2 separate regions of the Mus musculus genome follow, and region 1 is linked to region 2. A link is a contact called in public HiChIP or PLAC-seq data. All regions are on one chromosome and are shown on one strand. The core of a region is the stretch at or near the end of the contact, and the rest is flanking DNA. Distances in the headings are between cores, read along the strand shown. Region 1 has its middle 23 kb from the start of Tigd2. Region 2 holds the start of Nap1l5 (nucleosome assembly protein 1-like 5).

What was found. HiChIP or PLAC-seq counts read pairs in DNA pulled down with a chosen protein or histone mark.
Region 1: a contact with region 2 is called in an H3K4me3 HiChIP or PLAC-seq map of bone marrow-derived macrophages, with 4 times the contacts expected there. The contact joins the enhancer-like site here to the promoter of Nap1l5 in region 2. A contact is called at or near these places in 11 of 39 promoter capture datasets (3T3-L1-derived adipocytes, the C10 cell line, cranial neural crest and 7 more), 21 of 484 Hi-C or Micro-C datasets (Th1 cells, bone marrow-derived macrophages, brain and 14 more), 5 of 115 datasets of contacts at active chromatin or transcription factors (bone marrow-derived macrophages, embryonic hindbrain, fibro-adipogenic progenitors and 2 more) and 4 of 9 other capture datasets (adipose tissue, embryonic stem cells, liver and 1 more).

The regions. Positions count from the first base shown.
Region 1 is chr6:59,184,195-59,186,894 of GRCm38.p6, forward strand. No RefSeq gene overlaps it. Among named protein-coding and RNA genes, the nearest start is that of Tigd2, 23 kb to the right of the region's middle. Within about 2 kb of position 1,282, at least 141 of the 459 cell types and tissues checked have an H3K27ac peak or open chromatin away from gene starts, as enhancers often do. A contact at or near this core is called in Th1 cells, adipose tissue, bone marrow-derived macrophages and 4 more, where this site is marked.
Region 2 is chr6:58,905,791-58,908,490 of GRCm38.p6, forward strand. It overlaps Nap1l5 (nucleosome assembly protein 1-like 5), which reads right to left and starts at 1,336. Exons shown (of 1, transcript NM_021432.2): 1 at 1-1,336. The coding sequence starts at 1,177. The coding sequence ends at 707. The region is part of intron 23 of Herc3 (hect domain and RLD 3); the gene reads left to right.

The sequences.
Region 1 (2,700 bases), core at 32-2,531, 280 kb after region 2:
TGGAGAGACATGGGTCTCTATACAAACTATACAAAGTAGAGAATTTCTCTGAAACTTCACAGTATATGTTTACATTCAAATCCATAATGAGTTTCTAATTTAGAACAAAGTCAATAAAGATTTATAACTCTTTCCCCAGAATATTTCATTCCCAAGTTTTTCAATGTTTATTGACATTTACCATATAGTTTAGAGTTTCTCACCACAGCATTCCAGGTTTAAAAATATTCATGTGAGATTTGAGAACACTGTCTCAATAATTCCAGTTTAAGCCTTAATTTAAACCCAGGCATCCAAAACCCATGGGTTACATAGTTATCAATAACTAGAAATGAGCTGGTCATGTGGCTTAGTGGTAATGCTAGAGGGATAACAGTATAATATTATCAGCTAAGATAGTATGCAGTGTATTAATTGGCTCTCAACTATTCTACATGTTGTATTCCATCACTCTAAACTCACAAGTATACACCACACTCTCAAGTTAGTAATGTCCATTTAATGGGGAAAAATTCACAAAAATTTGTCATTTTAATGAAAATGCTTTAGAGAATGTTTTAAACATATAGTGTGAATTAACTCATAGAAAACGTCCTGCCTACATGCAAGATGTTTCAAACCAAACAGAATCAACTCAAGTGTGACTTACTGAGCTTCCTGGGGGCTGACTCCAAATAGCCTGTGACAGGCAGGATGCATCCCCTGCCTCAGTTTTTCAAATATGTTCTTTCAGCCAGTCTCATGCTTTACTTTACTTAAAAGAGCATGAGGAAACAAATCTGCCAGTCACATTGAGGACATGATAGCGCATGGTCAAACAGAAACACCTGAGGAGCAGCAGCAGCTTCCACTTAACTGTTCCAATGACTGGAATAAAAATCAACAACCCCCACACATTGCTCAGTGCTGTGAACGGTTTATGTTAGGCTGGTGGCTAAAATCGGCGAGAGATAACAAGAACCCTAAAGCTCTAAGTGAACGTAAGAGAGGGAGTGACACATGTCATTATCCAAAATATGTCTCTATAGCAACCAAGTGTGGAACAACAGGAAAGGGAAACATGGCAGGACATCTCAAACCCCATTAGATCTCCAAAAAGTAACAGGTCACCTGCAGCTACCTTTAGCTTGAAGTGTCAGGAGAATAAAGAAGAACCAACTCCACTGAGGAAAAAAACAGCCAGCGTGAAATGGACACTGTGTTCCTCCTATCTGGTGATCTGCAACTGCTGTGATGACTCACAGAGTAGCACAAAGGCAGCTTCGTGCTCTCTGAGGCACAAACGGCACGTCCGTCCAGGAAACAGCAACATCTTCTGCTTTCACTAAAACTTGGCCGAGCGCTTACAGCCTTGCACTTCCTGTTTTCTCCTTCTTTTAATCAGCTGAGAAAATGAATCTGTTCCTGCAATCCTCCATGACTCACCATGATGCTTTCAATTTCGAAGATTATCCTGAGATTCATCCCGGGCCAGTGTTTTCCTAGCCAAACTGTGAAGGGAACAGGGAGCATGGCCAGGGTCTCTCCAGCATCCTGGAATGGCAGTGGGTGGGGCTGGACCCCAAGACTGGTATTTTTGTTTCTCCTCTTTTCTTTGAAATGCTAGAAAGGAAAACCTCTCTTACCTACTCCTCCGCGTGTTTGTACATGCAGGTAGCCAGGCCTCAGGGTTGTGACCACTCAGTTCTGGAGTTAATCACTGACAATTGGACGAAGTAATTCTTCATGAATTTTACCCCAGTTGAGATTGAATCTTGCACTTTTATTTTTGGAATGATAATTATTTCTACCTTTCTTCTCTATTTTCAGCCTACCTGTTTAAGACAAAATAAAAGGGACCACACGGGATGTATGATTTTATTTAAGCAAGTTAAAACACTGGACCACCAAAGACTTGAACAGAGACAAAACCAGTAATAACAAAAGAAAACAAGCAAAACCTATTTGTCTTACTAACCTAAAGTCAAAGTACTTATGCTACTCATGATGAAACCTGACCCAAGAAAAGATTCTAAGAGGGAAGTCTCTGCTCTATGCATATTAAGGGCCACAGGAAGAAAGGGACCAACTCGCTTAGAAAACTGAATGAGAAGACTGTCTGAAGTAGCATAGACCACATTCTTTACGGAGATATGTGAAGCTGCTCTCAGCCTGGAGACAGACAACCTTTGGTTTCTTTTAAAACACCTGCTCCTCCCATCCTTCTCCCAGTCCTCTGGAACCCTGAGAGACAGGCCCAGTGTGGTTTTAACAGAAAAGTTGAATGGTGGTTAAATTCCCTCTCTCTATCTCTTTCTAGAAGCCATCTGGGAGGAAGCCACTGTGATTCTAGCCACTCCGAAATCTACCCAGGGACTCTCCTTTGGGTTGAGGTCTAGTACTTATTTAAAACAGTTAAAGTAAGTGACCACATTTAATCTGAGATTTTCGGATCCCTACAATCATGCCCTAGTGGAAGAGTAGACTTATTTTCATCATGGAGTTGAGCTCACCATTGGCAGAAAGTAGATGGCAGATGGTTGTGTTACCGTCATAGTGCCTTCAATCTAGATGGAAGCCACCATGTCACTTTGATGGTATCTTGACTAGTCGGCTTGCTGTCTAAATTAAAATAAAATATTTGCTGACAGATGAAGAGAACAGAAATGAGATTGGGAAAAACCGTAAGGCATAGGAATCTCCCCTTTCTATTTTACCTGG
Region 2 (2,700 bases), core at 86-2,585:
ACAAACACTACCAAGAAAACAGGTAACACGGGACCATAACAGATGAACACGTGTTGACAATATTATACATGGAATACACCCTCATTTTTGAAACCATGTTCTTTCTGTAAATGCAAATATTTAAAACATTTTTTCACAACTTGAAATGGCAGTTTTCCTAGCCACATAATCAGTAAATGCTGTCAGTCCAGGCTTGCTCCATGCCAAGGCTCCTCTGGAGTGTAAAGCTGATGTCTGGGTTTGCAAAAGCAAAAGTCTTAAAGATGACGTCGTTCCTGGGTTCCTTTTCCTCTGCGCTGGAAAATGTAAAGAAACTGAAGAATTAAGCATTGAGAAGAGTTCTGTCTTAGCTTGGATGTTCTGGTGTAGTGTGATGAATGGATTTCAACGTGTGACGCACTTTTAATTCCCATCTAACTGACAACCTTTCAACAGTCTCAAGTCCAGTTCTCACAGAAGAGCAGGGAGAAAAAAAAAAGTTTAATTAGGCTTTTTTTTTTTTCTAAAAAACGTCTTTTAGCATCTGTTTTACACAAATAAAAGTCAGATTAGAAACGGGCTAGCCAGAATCTACTTGATTCAATTTAATTTTAGGAATGTCAGAATAGATTCACATTTTATTTTGGGCAAATCCTGAGCCTTTTAAAGTCTGCCGACATTGGAAATAAAAGGGGCAGGGGATTTATCACCTGTCAGCTTGCTGTGCTCACTTCTTGGCGAAGTTGGGACCCCCAGTTGCGCCAGCTGCAGCCTCTTCTTCCTCCTCCTCCTCCTCGTCGTCCTCTTCCTCGTCATCTTCATCATCCTCTCCCTCCAGGGTCCACGCGCAGCCCTCCATCTCTCCGGTGAGCTCCTGGATCTTGGCGAGCAGGGGCTTGTAGATATCGTTGTACTTCTTCTCCAGAGCCTGGAATTCCTTGTCAAACTTGGCCTCGATCTTATCGCAGCGCTTCTGCAGCTTTTTGAGCGCCAGAACCCGGCATTTCACGGAATTGGGCAAGCTCTCCATAAAGTCTTTTTTGGGCTTGGGCGCGTTCTCCGCGGGGGCCTGGGGCTCCTCGGCCGCGGGAGCAGCGGCACTGTCACCGGTCGCGGCATCTTCGCCACCCTGGGCGCCTTCCATTACCTCGTCCTCGGCGCGGCTCTCAGCGGGTCCCTGCTTCTCGGGGTCGGCCATGGCTACTGCTCGGCTCAGCTGGGCTTGTTTGCCGCAGTGGTCTGGTGGTTGCGCAGTCTGCAATAGAGCTGGTCCAGAGAGGTCCTGCAGCTGTGATTGCGGCTGGTCCAGAGTGCGTCTGAAGATGCGGCAAACGCTGACGGCTGTGGTGACGTCCGCGCGGCCGCTTCGCGGCTCGCGGCAAGTGAATGGCTGCTCACTATCAGCTGATGGTTGTGCGCACACACTGCACCAAATTGTTGCTATGCTGCTATCTCCGAGGTCTCTAAAACCTGCCACTTAGACACCCAGCCCTCAGCATCCGCCCCCACCCCTGCAGAACTGGCTGGAACCAGCTCGAGGCTGAGACTGTATTTTTCCATACCTGTTTATACACCCCCCCCCCCCAATCTGTTTACTGTGTGCTCCCCCTCCCATCTTAGTTCTCCAAATCCGCAATGCACCTGACAATCTTTGTTGAAAGTGCGCCATAGCTAATGTTGGTAAGCCTTGGTTATGGGTACATTTCCAAGCCTGACTGCGTCTTAAATTCACTTTCAGAGAACAGAAATGCAGGAGAACCATTTTCCTTCACCTTTGCAGACCCACAGTGCGTGCCTGTATCTGCGCAGACCATCTTTGGCTCTTAGAGCACAGTTAGACATCTCTGTTAAACCTATATCCTCGTGGCAAATTGTTCCGGGAGGGACCTTGGCATTGATTCTGTAAGTGTTTGTGTGGCAAATTTCTGCGCTGTGAGCATTCTAGTAGGTTTCACACAATTGCCTCTGAAAAGAAATAAAGTGAGGGTGAACAGAAGAAATGCAAAGCCCTAGAAGTGTCCAACCGTGTGACATTGTGAAAAGATGCTGTCATGTATAGATGTGTAGGGCCCAATTCAGTTTTTGGGTGGAGGCACACTGCTTCCAGTTAGCAGATTAAACATGCCCATAAAGGCTGGGGAAAAGAGGTCATTTTAATACATCTTGAAATGCGTGTTTGATCCTACACTTCCTTAGGGACCCACAGATGCTTCTACAGTCATTTGTCACCAAACACTTCACAGTTAACCATCTGTTGTTTGAATCTGCTTGTAATTTGTATGTGAGAGCTTTGGAAAAGACCATAAACATCAAAGTCTTGTTTTCTAATAATGAAGTGATCTTTTATTTTTTTCCCCATATAAGCCAGAATTAGAGAGTTATTTGTTTTGTTTATCTATCTATTTATTTATTTATTTAGCTGGTCCAGTCTAGCTTTAAACTATGTGAACTCCAGGTCCTTCCTGCCTCCTTAGAGCTTCTAGAATAAAGAGCAGGGCACAACTTTTAAGTGGTTCCTAGAGGATACATTCATTACCTATTTAGATCTGTCTTTCTCTGTGGTGGGTCTTGCCAGAGTTTTATGCATATGAATTTCATAAGAAATTTCTCTCTTTTACTTCTTACGTGTATTAACTTAATTGTATGTAAACCATTTAGTGCTGACATGGAGTAAGCACTGAATATTTTTAAAGTAAAATTACTGTATTAAAAACAAATACT